Linked DNA regions of Mus musculus: all the other regions are linked to region 2. The links are chromatin contacts, called in public Hi-C, HiChIP or PLAC-seq and promoter capture Hi-C maps. All regions are on one chromosome and are shown on one strand. Each heading gives the region's core, a stretch centred on a gene start, on an enhancer-like site or on the middle of the called end of the contact. The rest is flanking DNA. Distances are from core to core; before and after follow the strand shown. Region 1 has its middle 88 kb from the start of Galnt5. Region 2 holds the start of 4930555B11Rik (RIKEN cDNA 4930555B11 gene). Region 3 has its middle 45 kb from the start of Gm25388. Region 4 holds the start of Cytip (cytohesin 1 interacting protein).

The links. Promoter capture Hi-C pulls out the DNA fragments that hold promoters and counts their contacts. Hi-C and Micro-C count contacts between places; a contact is called where the count stands out from the background. HiChIP or PLAC-seq counts read pairs in DNA pulled down with a chosen protein or histone mark.
Region 1: a Hi-C map of cerebellum shows a contact between it and region 2, with 2.3 times the contacts expected there. The contact joins the enhancer-like site here to the promoter of 4930555B11Rik in region 2. A contact is called at or near these places in 3 of 484 Hi-C or Micro-C datasets (cerebellar granule neurons, cerebellum and neural progenitor cells) and 2 of 115 datasets of contacts at active chromatin or transcription factors (embryonic forebrain and forebrain).
Region 3: a contact with region 2 is called in an H3K4me3 HiChIP or PLAC-seq map of embryonic forebrain, with 6 times the contacts expected there. The contact joins the enhancer-like site here to the promoter of 4930555B11Rik in region 2. A contact is called at or near these places in 5 of 484 Hi-C or Micro-C datasets (DN3 thymocytes, Th1 cells, adipose-derived mesenchymal stem cells and 1 more) and 2 of 115 datasets of contacts at active chromatin or transcription factors (astrocytes and embryonic forebrain).
Region 4: a promoter capture Hi-C map of pre-B cells shows a contact between it and region 2. The contact joins the promoter of Cytip here to the promoter of 4930555B11Rik in region 2. A contact is called at or near these places in 1 of 39 promoter capture datasets (pre-B cells) and 1 of 115 datasets of contacts at active chromatin or transcription factors (memory CD8 T cells).

The regions. Positions count from the first base shown.
Region 1 is chr2:57,908,512-57,912,584 of GRCm38.p6, reverse strand. No RefSeq gene overlaps it. Among named protein-coding and RNA genes, the nearest start is that of Galnt5, 88 kb to the left of the region's middle. Within about 2 kb of position 2,709, at least 6 of the 459 cell types and tissues checked have an H3K27ac peak or open chromatin away from gene starts, as enhancers often do. A contact at or near this core is called in cerebellar granule neurons and cerebellum, where this site is marked.
Region 2 is chr2:57,179,991-57,183,779 of GRCm38.p6, reverse strand. It overlaps 4930555B11Rik (RIKEN cDNA 4930555B11 gene), which reads right to left and starts at 1,949. Exons shown (of 4, transcript NR_040633.1): 1 at 1,855-1,949. BB557941 (expressed sequence BB557941) reads left to right here and starts at 2,026. Exons shown (of 3, transcript NR_040356.1): 1 at 2,026-2,125. n-TAcgc8 (a tRNA gene) reads right to left here and starts at 1,702; the gene lies at 1,631-1,702. It overlaps n-TGgcc8 (a tRNA gene), which reads left to right and starts at 1,316; the gene lies at 1,316-1,386.
Region 3 is chr2:57,697,252-57,700,850 of GRCm38.p6, reverse strand. No RefSeq gene overlaps it. Among named protein-coding and RNA genes, the nearest start is that of Gm25388, 45 kb to the right of the region's middle. Within about 2 kb of position 1,895, at least 35 of the 459 cell types and tissues checked have an H3K27ac peak or open chromatin away from gene starts, as enhancers often do. A contact at or near this core is called in embryonic forebrain, where this site is marked.
Region 4 is chr2:58,158,777-58,162,502 of GRCm38.p6, reverse strand. It overlaps Cytip (cytohesin 1 interacting protein), which reads left to right and starts at 2,381. Exons shown (of 8, transcript NM_139200.4): 1 at 2,381-2,621. The coding sequence starts at 2,448.

The DNA.
Region 1 (4,073 bases), core at 1,460-3,959, 730 kb before region 2:
CCTTTGAGACTTGGTATGTGGAAGCCTGTTCTTCAAACAATGGCAAAATCAAAACAAAGTCAAAACCAACCAACTAAACAAACAAACAAACAACTAACCAAACAACCAAACAATCAATCAAACAATCCAACAAAAACCTTCGGAGATAGGTCTGCTTAAGGAAAGTAGGGATTCCCTACGTCATGAGATGGAGATTGAGGCTAAATTAGCTTCCCCGGTTTATGAGTGAAAATATCTGTCCTAGCTACCAGGGCAGTTCACAATTTAGATTTTACTACATTGATAACTGGAGAATAGTTTTGTGTTTTATTAGCTTAAATATTCAGAGACAATCTATGAATTCTTTGAGTCTTTATTATTAATTTTTCTAATGTTTTGTTAGTCTATAGTCAAATAACTTTATAGCGTTTTGTCCTATCCTGGAAACTATATAGACAGTGGATGATGATACCCTGTGTTCTCTCTACCCATTTTATTCACGGCATTCTTTAGAAATAGTTTATCCAATATTTATCCCTGCATATAATATATTTGGGCCATTTCCCCTCTATTTCTTTCCCTATCATTTTCCATTCATTATAATTCTCTCTCCAATCTCTCTCTCTCTCCCTCCCTCCCCCCTTCTCTCTCTCTCTCTCTCTCTCTCTCTCTCTCTCTCTCTCTCTCTCTCTCTCTCTCTCTCTCTCCATAATTCTTACTGAGTCCATCTACTGTTGCCTATATATGCATGCATGTGAGACCATGTACTAGAATATGTGTAGCCTCTCAAGGCTTACAACCCTGAAGAAAACTGTCTCTCCCAGCAGCCATCACTTGCTAATGGATCCTCAGGTAGGGTTGTCTTTTCTGAGTTCATGTTCAGAAAATACTATTTTGCCACAGACATCTATTTCTTCTGGCTTTTAAAATATTTCCACTGCTTTTCCATCATGATCCTTAAACTTTGCAGGGAGGGATGTAATATAGATGTCCCATTTAGAGCTAAACACTGTATAGCCACAGTGTCTTATTCTCAGTACTTTGCTCAGTCAAGGGGCTCTGTATTAATCACCATCTACTGAAGAAAGTACCTTGTCTGATGACACTTGAGAGATGCAATAATCTTTGGGTAAAACAAAAAGAACTTAGGGGATAGTTTATTATTAAATCTAATAATAATAATAATAATAATAATAATAATAATCTATCCCCTGGGGACTAAAACTTAACTAGCCATTGTTTTGTGGTCCAGTTAATGATACATTGGTCCCATTTTGTAGAGTAGGTCTTAAGTCCAATGAGATAATGATGAGTTATTTCCATAACATTCCTCCATGACAATCTTATTATGACAGTCATTATTGTAGCTCTTAGGGTTCACATGTGAGTGAGACTGTTGGTGACTACGTTTTCCCTGAGAGCATTATGTTTAGCACCTCCCAACACTATGATAGATAGCCAGTAGCAGAGAGGATTCCAGGTTGGTACCAGCTTGACTTTTACATGCCCCGTAATTCACGTATGTGATGTCTTAAGCCATGAGGTCTTACATGAGAGCAATTATGAGAAATAGAAATACCCTATAATGTTCTTGATATGGGTCTATGGACACCATGGACCAAAAACTCAAACAGAGGTAGCTCAGACCAGGCACTGGACTCTTTATCTGGCAGATCGTTGTATCTGGGGGTGACATTGTCTCCCCATTATAGGGTAAAACCATTTAAACCCTTTTTTATATGTGTGTATGTATATATTTTAGGAAGCTCCTACAGTATTAGGGTTCCATATGGCATTCCCAAAGGACTTTAGTTATCTTTCTCCATATTCCCTCTTTCACTCTGATCTCTCATTCCCTATCCCTTTTAATCCATTATAGATATACCCCATGAGGCCACCTCCATTTAATATTATAGCCTACCTCTAAGAGTCCCTATTCTCTTGCCTTGCCTTATTTATCATGATCTATTACCCAGTAGCCAGCTTATGTTTTATATATCCATATTTTCTGACTTCTTCTATATAATTCTATGATGAAGAGTGTATCTGTTGTTCTCTGGAATCTCAAGTTCCCAGAATAATGCACATTGAAAGCATTTGATAGATATGAAATGAATAAATGATGAAAATTAATTATTTTCACCCATTTCAAACAAGCATTTATGTAGGACCTTGATGTACAGGTCATGTTAATGATCACTTGGAATGTGAAAGTGAATGAAAATTACATGATCTCTGTTCTGAAGATGCTCTGTTTATATATGGGAAGGTTTCCCCACAAGTAAATAAACAAGATAGGACAATATCAGGACCATAAGGGACTGAGATTGTACAGAAAAGGATACTCGTGGTACTCTGGGAATGCTTTGTTGGAGGTTATCAAGCATTCTTAAGGGTCAGTAAGAAGACTAAAAGTGGAAAAGAAAGCAGGTTTTTCTGCACAAGTGTGCAAATGATATGGTTATCATGGAAGGGGCTCTTTCAGGGCCTGTGCTTCTAGGCACATGGATACGAATGAGGGTAAAAGTGTGATTGTCAGTCTGATCTGTGCAAGTACCTCTGTAGATCACTCTTGGCTAGCAACACCAACTGCTGGGCACAATATTTCTATCTTTGTGGTCTTCTTTGCATGTCTGCCAGGATGATGCTTTTGCTCGGAAAGAGCCACCTCATCCTCTGATTGTTTTATGCCAAGTTGGTGTAGTGCCTGCGATTGTTTCCCAGCATTCCACAGTTGAAGTTTGCTTGTGTAGCCTTATGGTGTTTTTTATGCCTGCCCTGCTTGCAGGCTGCATATGTTGTACCGTTTTACACTTGGAGACCTTCCAAAGTGTGGGAGAGAGAGAATAAGACCACAGTGGGGTAGACAGGCAAAGAATTCTGTATTCCCAGAATCAAAGAGTTGAAAAAACCTCGAGAAGATAGCTGTCAGTTATGAACTCCTACTAATATTGCAGAAGAGCCATCCTGGCAATAATAGCACTTTTCTGATATACACAATTAAATGAGTTTTATATTATTTCTAAGTAACAAACTGCCTATTAAAAACTGAACATCGAGCATACAATATGATAATGTTGGCTACCTTTTTGTTAGTTTATTTGCGTAAATGGCAGATTCTCTGTTTGAAACTGGAGTAATTTTAACAGCCTTCATTTTTCTTGACTTACATAGTAGTTAAACAAACTATTGAGAAACTAAAACATTGCTCTTTTGTAACACATGATGTTTGGAGGAAATTTGCCTTTGTGACGTTTACTGCTGAAATGGATTGTTTTCCATGGGTACTGACCTTTCAGAATGTTGCACATACTAGGGAGTGGATGATAATCCTTTGTAAGTGAACTTACAGAGCTCAACTCTTAAGAGTCACTTGCAATGAATGAAAAATATAGGGATATAATGATAGGGGGAATTATCAGACAGTGGTGAGGAAGGTTTTCCTCAATAAATAAAGTAGGCAATGTGACATGTAAAAATCTAAGACATCATCCATTTGATTTGAGTAGGTTAAACATACCTATCTGAGAATGGTATGTGGCTAATTTTTAAATTTATCAATGTGTAGTAGTGCTGTTGCTACACAAGGTTAGAGACGTTGAAATGGAGTAAGCAGAGTATGAAGTAGAAGAAAAGACAGCTTAATGGGTAAGCACTGGGAATGTACAAAGAAGCAGTAAGAAGATCTCTAAGTAGTAACACAAGCACACATATGAGGAGTTATGGGAAGACCATCAAGGGTAGAGCATACATGAATGTACTGGAAGAGCCAGACTCAAAGTCTTGATAGAGTCCAGACTGCATCTAAAGTCTTTAGTGCTGAGATGACAAACCTGAGTTTGATTCCTATGGACATGGACAGGTATGGGGCTCTTAGGCTGGCAGTATGAAGAAGTCACGCTGATTCGCAGAAGAATAGGATCCTAATGGCATGAACAATGCTCAAGAGTAGAAAAAAAAACCCTCTAGAATAATTCTTTCAGAATTTTTGAATTCTAATATCACCACATGATATCGTGACTCTGAATAATCAGCTAATGTCTCAACATGTTGTTGTCCTTAGAGAGTCTGATAAAGAAAATTCCTCACGAGAT
Region 2 (3,789 bases), core at 700-3,199:
GAATTTTCCTTCCAAAAGTAAAGAGGCCAATGATGTCTATCTAAATCCACAGTATTCTATGAATTACAAGTACATCTTTGCCTTGAACAATATTTTCATGACCTCATTTCTTTCTGTTATTTTATCCTGATAGACCCTGGTTTGGATTTTGGCAGTGCCCCTTTCCATGGAAATGAGGTGAAGGTTCAGACCCATCCTACGAGCTGAAAGAGATCCCAAGAGTGTCATTTCACTCACGAGACAGGAACCATCTACAGAACTCAGGTCACTTGGCCAGAGTAAGTAATACGTCCCAGTTCTGTGTGTGTATGTGTGTGTGTGTGTGTGTGTGGGGGGGGGGGTGTCAGTAGGACAGTTCAGTTTTCTCCTAATAACTTAAGTTGTGTCAAAGTTTCTAATTCCTCATTCTCATTTCTATTTCCAATCCCTAAAAATATTTCCGTTTTTCTGACTGTTTAAAATAATTGGCCAAGCTGGGTGCTGTGGCACATGCCTTTAATCCCAGCACTTGGGAGGCAGAGGCAGGTGGATTTCTGAGTTCAAGACCAGCCTGGACTACAGAGTGAGTTCCAGGACAGCCAGGGCTACACAGAGAAACCCTGTCTGGAAAAAAGGCAGTGTTGGTGCATGCAGAGGCAGGCAGATTTCCGAGTTCCAGGCCAGCCTGGTCTACAGTGTTCCAGGACTGCACAGAGAAACTCTGTCTCGAAAAACAAAACAAAATCAAAATAGGATATATATCTCCATTATATATTATATCCACATATAATATATATTATATCCACATATATATAGTATAATATATATACATATATTATTACATACATATATATTAATATATATATATATATTATACACACATATAAATGAGATCAAAGTATTTGAAAATAGGCTGGAGATCATAAAGTTGTATATAGAGTAAATCTTCATACACTTGCATTCTTTGCCAAGAACAAAACCAAGTAAACACAAACTCCCACCCCAAAACCCTCATACAGTTTAACAAAAGTTAGAATAGTAAGAATTTTAAAATGTTAATATTTTGCCAATATTTAACGATCGTTGAATTTAAAACTCTGTGACATGCTCAATGATACATGTAGAAACGTTTTCTGCCCTAAGATTCTGTGATCAGTGGAACTATCTTCAAATACAATGTATGTAAGTGAGATTTAAAAACTTAAGGAGAAAAACAAAAGAATTCTGTTTCTTTTCCTAATTTTTAAATATATATATAAAAACAGAATTGACACAAGAATTACTCATGTGTAAATATATCCTAGTATAGTATAACAGAACACCATAATATGTGCTTGCATTGGTGGTTCAGTGGTAGAATTCTCGCCTGCCACGCGGGAGGCCCGGGTTCGATTCCCGGCCAATGCACTTGCCTTTTTGTTTCAAATCTTGTTTTTCTAAAATATTAACATTAATGAAGAAAGAAACTACGAATTTTTCTTCCTAGCATTTCGTTTCACTTGTTTTCCCAGCAATCACTAGAGTGAGTTTTCCACACTGCAGATTTTTCACGGCCTTTTTGTTTTCGGTTTTCGATGTTGTAGTGGTGGGCAAAATGTACAAGTGAAAATCTTTTCTTTGAGAAAGAATGAAAAACAGAATTCCGGCTGCTTGGAGATGCCGGGGATTGAACCCGGGACCTCACACATGCGAAGCGCGCGCTCTACCACTGAGCTACATCCCCCAGCCGCTAACTGCTCTCTTCATATGCCTACTTATACAAAGAACCCAACGCTCCTCTAAACCAAGGAGTCAGTCTGACTTTAGCAGATTCCACAGTGCATTTCTTTTTTATAATCCTTTCTCAGGCTCTGCTCGTGGTACATCTGAACCGACCCGGTGCAGGGAGCCCGCAGCTAAACTCAGCGGCCAGGAGAGTCGCAACCAGGCGGTCAACGCCAGGTTCCAGTTGGAGCCGGGAGCCTTGAACTGCCAGAGGGGCGGGACCGAGCGCAGCCCAGCTCTTTGATCCTACTGCGCAGGCGCCAACGATTCCTGGCGGGTAGCATAGGTTCTGAGCTTTTCTTTCAGCTAGGTTACAGACTGGGTCCTCTACAAGTCGGCTAGTTCGCTGGGCCAGAAGAAAGGAACTGCGGACACCATTCAGGTGACTCAAGAGACTTGTTGCTGTATATGCCTGTCTCTGCATTTAAAACTTTTGTGGATTTATCTGGGTACCCTGCACTTTTGGAAACCCCCTATGTCTCAGGAAAGCTGCGTAAAATCTATGGTTTACCTAGTGACGTTAACATTTATGCTCTGCTGTTTGGAGGACCAAATGCCCGTAGATTCTTTTAGATGGAGGTTACAGTCAACTCTTGCAGCAGAAAATGATTTTGCTATTTGCTCCTCCTTTGCATGATTCTCAACTTGAAACAAAATGATGCTGTCCCCTTCTTGGTGGCTTAGACTTGTATAAATGTTAAGATAGGGTGGAGAACCTGCTGTAGACGGCTTTTCATTCCTTTTCTATTTACACCTTGGGTCAGTCGGACTGACTGATATATATATATATCGTTTAATGTCCTCCATCTACCCTGACCTAACCGCACCTCAGCCCTAAAGTTCCAGGTGGTTGGATGCAAGCTAGATGGTTCGATGGGCTATGAATGAAAAGACGAGTGTATCTCTTCCAGGTGTATTTAAAACTGATTCCATTCCAGGTGAGGCTCAGTGGTAGCAGGGTAGGTATATGGTGTAGGCAGAGCAGCATCAGGTCGTTTCCATTTAACCTGTTAGGCTGAGGCCATAAAGCTGCGGCAGCGTGAAGGCCTGAAGTTTCCTCACCCTTCGCTTGTGCTCTCCAAAAGGCAGAGCAGAAAGCAGAAAAACGTCAAAAGTCACTGGGTAAACCACCAGCTTCATAATCACATCCTGTGTTAAGAATAAGCAAATGTCCACATATGCTTACAGCCATTTAAACAAATGATAACTCTGATTTTGTTAACTAGAACAAAGCCACACGTGGATCTAATTCAGCTATAATAAGGAATGTTTCAAAAGAAGTGGGGGAAACCAGTGGGCCGTTATCAAGGAGGCTTGCTCTATACCCAAGAATATCCCTGCATTCCTTTCCAAGACACTAGAACACACATTTCTTTCTTTCTTCTTCTTTTTTCTTTTATTATTCTCTAATATATTACATATAGACAACAGCTTTCCCCTCCCCTCTCCAACTCCCCTCTCCCCCATCTATTCCCCTATTCCCCTACCCCTGTCAGTCTCTCCTCAGAAAAAAAAAAAAAAGCAGGCTTCCCAGGAACATCCACCAAACGTGGTATAACAAGCTACAATAAGACCAAGCACAAACCATCACATCAAGACAGGAGCAGGGAACCCATAGGGAGAAAAGGGTCCCACAAGTCGTCCCCACTGTTAGGATTCCCACAAGAACACCAAAGGAGTACACATTTCCTATTTTCTTTTTTCCTTTTCTCTTCTTTTCTTTTCTTTTCTTTCTTTCTTTCTTTCTTTCTTTCTTTCTCTCTCTCTCTCTCTCTCTCTCTCTCTCTCTTTCTTTCTTTCTTTCTTTCTTTTTTTTTTTTTTTTGGTTTTTCGAGACAGGGTTTCTCTGTATAGCCCTGGCTGTCCTGGAACTCACTTTGTAGACCAGGCTGGTCTCGAACTCAGACTAGGCCATCTTCTGCTACATATGCAGCTAGAGATATGAGCTCTGGGGTGGGGGGTGGGGGGGTAACTGGTTAATTCATATTGTTGTTTCACCTATAGGGTTGCAGACCCCTTCAGCTCCTTGGAGGAGCACACATTTCT
Region 3 (3,599 bases), core at 646-3,145, 520 kb before region 2:
GCAGGAATCGAGAACACCGAACATCTTTAGTCTTATGGGACCAGAGACCACGTAAAATACTCTTTGGTTAAGATTATGTTGCACTTCATCATCACTCTAATCAAGAGTGAACAGAACGACCCATGCTCAGTTTCAATTGTATGGTGTTTTCTATACAGCTTAAGGTTCTCTGTGCTAGTAAGGAGTGTTGCTGGGTTGAAGTTCCATTCCCTATAGTTTAAGGTACTTTTTGCAATGACTTATTTGGTGGCAAAAACCAGGAGGCATGAAAGGACACAAAATTAGAACTATGGCTGGCTCCAGTTCACCTGTACATGCAACAACAACACCCCCCCCCCCAGAGACAAACATGAGCTGTGTCTCCAGCCTCACTGTCCATCAGTAAGACCTGCCAGCCATCACAGGACCCTTATCTACCTCATGGAGTTTCTGCAAAGGTAAAATAAGGTGACTGATAGGAATTCAATATGTAAGCTTTCTCAGTAAGAGCATCATTGGCTGACTTAAGGCAGTCCAAATTGGTTGAAAAGAACCTCAAAGTGGTTCCTTGGAAGTTTTATTTAGAACTGTTCTCAGCTACTGTAGTAAGTCACACATTGGGGGGGGGGTCGTTTATTTGTTTTTGTTTTTGTTTTTTTTTTCTTGCACATAAATCAAGAAAATTTGAGGTAAGCATTAAATTTTAATTTTTTTTTTTTAAAATCTCTGCTTTGAAAATGGTCCTAATATAGTGATGTGGACTTTCTAAGCCACAAGAGTGAAAAGAGGGTGGAAAAAAAAAAGCTGAAAAGGACATCTCAAGAATGGAATTACTTAGTTTACAGTTAACTTTTCACTTTCAGAGAAGCATTGTCGTCTTACCTGGTATTATATTTAGGGAGTAATAAACAAACAAATGAAAAACAGGAGTTAGTATTCTCCCTCTTTTGTGAAGTCAATGTTCTCAAAAACTATTAAAGAAACATAATGACCTTGCTTTGACCTGGCCCCTAAAAGGACCAGGATCAATAAAAGACAGGTGTCATCCCTCACAAATGTTTTAGCAAGGACGGTGATGTAGAGTCCTGGAGAGAGAATAGCACACCGTTCTAAACTGGCTCAGCCCATCTGCATTTGTGGTGGGTATCTCTATATACCTAAAGTTTTAATTAGAAAATTCCTATAATAAGGGTTTGGCAAGAGCCATCCTCTAACTTACAACAGAAAGAAGATTAGAAGCAGTGACAAGGCTGAAATTATTCTTATTGATAGAGTGGTGAGGGTGCCTTCAACTTGAGTAAAAGTAATTAGGTTAACTTTATTTCTTGCCTTGGCAGCGCCTTCTCCCTTTGTTGATGTAATCAAGCCCCCTTTCCTTCACTGCTCTAAATCACTGCAGAGTCCTTAGAACCAGAAAGCACAAAATGCTTGCTGACTAAAGGGCTCTATTGAGTGACTTCAGCTCCCGCTGCCTGAGGACAGACTGCATATTGAAGCATAAGAGGGGAAGGGGGTGGGCTTCAAAAGAATTAGCGCTTGCTTTATTTGGTCACAATCTGACTCCTACATGATTCTGATTTTATTGGAGAAGACTTGAAGCTGTCAAGGATAAATTAAGGAGTAAATAATCCCCCTGTCGCTGAAAAGGGACCACAGAAAGACTGGGGTCTCGAGGTTTCTTTGTTAGCACGTCCCGTCGGCTCTTTACTGTTGAGATTGTTGTCAGTTTTCTAGACACAGAAGTCATCTCCTTCTTGCTCCATGCTCTGTTTTGGGTTAGTTTGTGTCATTTTTCTTGCAGTGGAAAATTTCTGTGTCCTGAAGAAATGCTTTCACCTGCCAGTGAGGTAAACACAGTATGCCCTGTTTTACCAAAAGAGGGCAATGTTGCTGTGCGGAACCTCCTCGCTCTGCTCCAACTGGGTCCCCAGAATGGTAAATAATCGCCTCTGTCTGTTCCCTTTCACCGCATAACAAGTTTGCACATGTCTCTGCGCTTTGTAGTTAATCTGGACTTTGTAACTATCTGTCCTACCTATTAACGCCATCCACTCCCAAATTGTTTAAAGGGTAATGCCTTTCACTCCATGCGTGACTGGCACACGCGGGCGGAAAAGCTGTCTCTGTAATTCTGCTCTTTTCTCTATGCCATTGATAGACAAGAGGAAAAACAGCCTGCTTTATGAAATGTTGAAAGGCGTGTCTACTATCCTCCTATTCCCAAACATTCGGTCAGCAAAGTGTCTATTCTTGCTCTCCACGGGTAACCAAACAGAAAAGCCAAAGTCGGGGGTGGGGGAAATTGTTTTCAGGAAACTTACTTGAAAATTAGCCCTTGTTCTATTAGCTAAGACATGAGTGGAAACTAATACCAGGATGCAGATGATAACTGGTTAACTGGCAGTCGGTTTCTTTTGTGGAGTCTCGGGTTGGTTTTGTTCAACCCCCTGTCAATTCAGGCCTTTATGAAAAACTTGCTTTCTTCAGGAAGATGCTAAATTGGTGTTAGTTCTTTTCTTTAAAAAGGATGGCGTGTCTTAACCTTATCCTGCTTCTGCTTTAGGGTTTTATGTATTTTATTTATTTTGTCGCTCCTTTAAAGACTTGTGATCTGATTGTTTCTTGGAAAGTACAATTTAGCTCTTCCCTGGACGGCTTGTTAGAGGAGGAGAATTCCTGGGGTGTTTTTGGTGAAAGAAGGGACTCTCTGGAGAGTGCTTTTGCTCTCTTAAGTCCCTGCGGTACATTGCCACTAGAGCAACCTGCTTCCACGTTTAAAACACCTCCTAGCTCATTTCCCTACATATACATGTTTACCCTTATGTATAACACTAATCTTGCTTTTGTTTTTATTAGTGATTCATGTTTAAAGTTTATTAAAAAGAAAAGGCTGTAGACATTTTTCTTGAGCATTAAATAACACTGATCTCATTTTCTACAAAGCTGTCACTAGTCATTTTATCAGAACCAAAAATCAAAAAAAAGGTATAAACCTCATCATCATTAAAACTAAAAAATAAATTAAACAAAAAAAAAAAAAAAAAAAAGAACTAGGTTCAGAGTGATAAATTCTTGAAGGAAGTGGAGGGCTTAGAAGAGCCTAATGGTGTTTTTCAGTTTCTAAAGTGCCTCGTGTTCTTATATTTAACTGGGCTTCAAAGATTTAAGTAGAATCTATCATCCTTGGGACATCAATAAAACCCAAAGCAAGCCATGGCTGCTGTAGGCGCTCCCAGGAAATCCTTATTTAACATTGACTTCGTTTACAGTGGCTCTGTGCTTTCATTTCCTCTGAGTTAAAGCCCACAGTCTCATTTCTGCTTCCTTCCCCTACAACTCTCCGTGTATGTACATGAGACAGTCTACATTATTAAAAGAATAATAACTGTCTTGCAGGTTTCTGAACCCAAGATTGTATTTTCTTTCTCAAATATTCATTAAAAAAAATAGAGATTCTATTTTATTGAAAGTGCTCTTTAATGAATAGTATTCCTGTTTGCGTACACGAAGGAGCTTCCCGGGCCATTCCCTGACAGTAATTGTGGTCTGAATTGAGAACATACAGGAACGGAGCGCAGTTAATGGCCACCCTGTGGATTGAGCGCTCCATTTTTGTCATA
Region 4 (3,726 bases), core at 1,132-3,631, 980 kb before region 2:
CTCTCTCTCTCTCTCTCTCTCTCTCTCTCCTATCCATCCTTCCCTTTTCTCTTTTTTCTTTCTTCCTTCCTTCCTTTCTCTCTCTCTCTCTCTCTCTCTCTCTCTCTCTCTCTCTCTCTTTCTTTCTTTCATTTTCTTCCTTTTCATTAGGTTGGATTTACTTCCATGATGGTTCAGGAAATTACAATTCAATTAGTTTTTAACATATAACTCCTTTCTTTTTAACTAACCTTTAGTTCTCACAGAGAGACATTTCTTTTCCAGTTTATACATTTAAGACAAAATGTAAACTTGAAGTTAAAAGTTGCCTCCTGGTCTCTCCTAACTGAGAGGATGTGGTACATTAATGTAGAAACTGTCGTGAGTGTATCTGACTATGACCCACATGTGGTATTTAGATCTTAAAGAGATGATCTGAAGAAGTCTGACGGGCCTCTTTAGAAAGTAGAATGCAGAAGGAACGTCAAATCTGTCCTTTCTGTCCTATGGACACTGAAGGACACCTCAGACCTGCATGGTAGACAGATTGAGCAGATTGTCTACTGTATCCCCTTCTCACAGTAATGAAGAGGCTGAGAGGGGATGGAAGGTAAATCCTAGAGGGGGAAAAAAGCCCACAACTTCTAAAAACCTACACAGTCACACACTGCTGTAAGTCAACAATTTGGTGTCTGAAAGCTTCGTTGTCATTGAAGATGAGTCATTTTATCACAGATGACACTACTGATCGGGATATTATTCAAAGTGTGTAGTAAGTGGCACGATGCAGGCCTCAAGAATCAGAAGAGAGACCCGAACCATCATGGTTGGCCAGTTCGTAAATACATTCATGGGTGTGGCCTGACTGATGTGTATGGGCAGGGAGCAGATGTGCCTTTGTTTTTTTTTAATACTAGTGGAATATAAATGTAAATGTAGTTATTGAAAGAGTCAGCATGTTAGGTGCATTTTATGGCATATAGTGAAACATGCTTCCAGTCAATCATTAATGTCTGCAATCTACAGACTAATACCTCATAACACTGAATTTGTACAGTTACTGTTTTCATCTATAGAACTTGGCTTGATTCAATGTTTGCAAGTATTAACACATTTACCTGACTGTAAAATTCCTAGAGGAAAAAAAAAATTGTTAAGCTACCAAAGTTACCAGCACTTTCTTTTGAATTACACATATCTGCCCCCTAGAAGGATGTGTGCTTGTAATCTCCAACTTAGATTTTATATGTTTTAAGGGACATCGTCTTCTTTCTATTCTTATTCAGTTCCAACAGTAAGGAGTCATGCTGTGTTAGAGCGTTACCGTTCTCCGATCCGGCTTCCTCTTTTCATTAATTCTGACGACTTTATGACTCACACTTGGCCAGTTCTGCTTGGGTTGAACCCACTTCGAGTTCTAGTGCACGCATTCCATTCTAGCTCGGAGCTTTTCTAACTCTTGTAAACTCTAGTAGTGACCTTCCAAACGACTTTTACGTGCGTGTTTGACTTCTGTGCTATTTAAAACTTCTCCTTTTTATTTTTGCTTTGATTCTGCCTTTTACGTACTTTCCTGCTTCTGGGTGAAACCCGTTATCTTCAACTACTTGAAAAATACAAAATTTAAAAAATAAAAAAAGCAACTGTTTTCAAGTCCCTCCCCCCACCGTGATGGCACACTGCCACAGGAACCATCCTGTGTTATCTCAGCTTGACTACCCCCTTCTTTCCCACTGCTTTCTTCCCCCCTAAAGTTGTAGGTATGAGTAGCCCCAGATACGAACAATGTTCTGCACTAAATACGCTGCCTTTCCTTCCCCTCCCCGTTATGTTCTTATAAAGCTGATGGGTAATTGCGGTAAGAATAAAGCGGCATAAAGGCAATTAGGTGAATGTCAAACGGCTACAGCTCTAGGGACAGAATGCATTTTTGATGAACTTTAATGAGGTAGAGGGAGGAACACCACAAGGACTTTACCAGAGAACAACCTGGCCAGCACCTGTGACATTTACAGCCAAAAGAGTGAGTGAGGGCACAGTCTGTTAAGTGCACGGGGGTGCTAATATTAAATGAGCAAACGGGTAGGAAGCAAATGAGCGAACTTGAACAAAGTTGTTTTCTTTTCTTTTCTTTCTCTGGAAAATTCTGTTTTGAGTACCCGTAGCCATAGAGTATCAAACTCTATGTTCCGGCTGTTTGAGGGAGGAAAAGTACACTGATTTTTTTCTTTTTCTTTTTTTTTTTTTTTAATTGTAGAAAAGGAACGCAAGGTTCTCTCAGGAGCACTGGAGAGTAGGAGTGACCTCCTCTATAGGCTTTGTGCAACAGTGTCTCAAACCACAGCAGTCACATGGGTTCTGTTGGCTTTGCTACTTTTTCGACTGCGTGTCAGAGGGCTGTGCATTTCGCTTCCTCCCTCCTGCAAGGCCAGGGAACCATGTGTTGGCGGGATTAATCTTTGCCCACAATGTCTCTGCAAAGGTTTCTGCAGCGGCAGGGCAGCAATGGCAATTTGGAGTACTGTGCTGACTCTGCCTACGGCTCCTACTCCGTCCTCACGGGCCAGCTCACGATGGAAGACAACCGAAGGATTCAAGTGCTGGCAGACACTGTAGCTACTTTGCCCCGGGGACGAAAGCAGGTAAGGTTGCTGCGCTGTCTAGAGTGTTCACGTTTGCCTGACCTCTGCTGAAAGTGGTACCTGCTCCTGCGTGTCTCTGTTAACTTTGACTACCAGCCTTATTCCCCGCGCTTAGGAGTCATTTCGGTTCTTATTCAAAGGAGAGTTCTTTTCCCTGAGGAGAACCTCTGTCTACTACCCAATTAACTTAGGAGTTAATGACTGAGAGTACATGTGAGGGGGGAGGTGACATGTCTACCAGAGATAGTATCACAGTTGAAGGATAGAAAAACAGTCACTTTTTTTTTTTTTTAAAGTAAGACTCAAATATTTATCTTCATTTAAAGATGTGCTCAGGTAAAATGAAAGTTGTTGAGAACAATGAACATGAAGGTCGTTTACAGGTACACAACCCACACGATCAACACTCCTCCGTTTGTGTGTCTGTTCATTGTCTCCCTCTGGGCTTACCTCCAGGCCCCGTCAGTTCACAATCGAGAGAAGACTTCTCCTTGAACACTACCTCTGTCAGCCAAGTGAATTCTTCAGTCCTGGAGCAATGATAGAACCTTGGGCTATTGGGAAGTAGGACTATTTCGGGGAGGTGAATGGGCTGCTTGGTAGCTGTGGCATACAGAGCAAGTTGGTAGCTGCCCCCCTCACATTATGTCTTTCTGAAAAGGAAGCTATCAAACTAAACTCCATTCACTTGATTAGGTAACAGCAGAAACAACTTCCTTGAACCCTCTGCCCTTTAAGTAAGGAAATGTACAGGGCACTCAGCACTCAATAAAGGCTGTTCGAAAATTTTTATGAAATGTCTTTAGAGATGAAAACTCAACTGGAAAAGTATGTGTCTAGTGAATTTGTTCTGAATCTTTGGTCTTCCATTTGTAATACATAAGAATGAACTATATACCACTTTATGTATTTTGATCATATACTTTTCTATAAGGTCCAAGGTGTGTATTTGAATTTATATAAACAGTCATGCACAAGATGTTTAGAACTGACTTAAAACACAGCTTTGTGGCTTACTACATTGTGCATATTGTGTTCTCCTCTGAGCTCATCTAACTTCAGCATTACAAAGTTGAAGCGTAGGGGAGAGTCAGGACCTGATGTG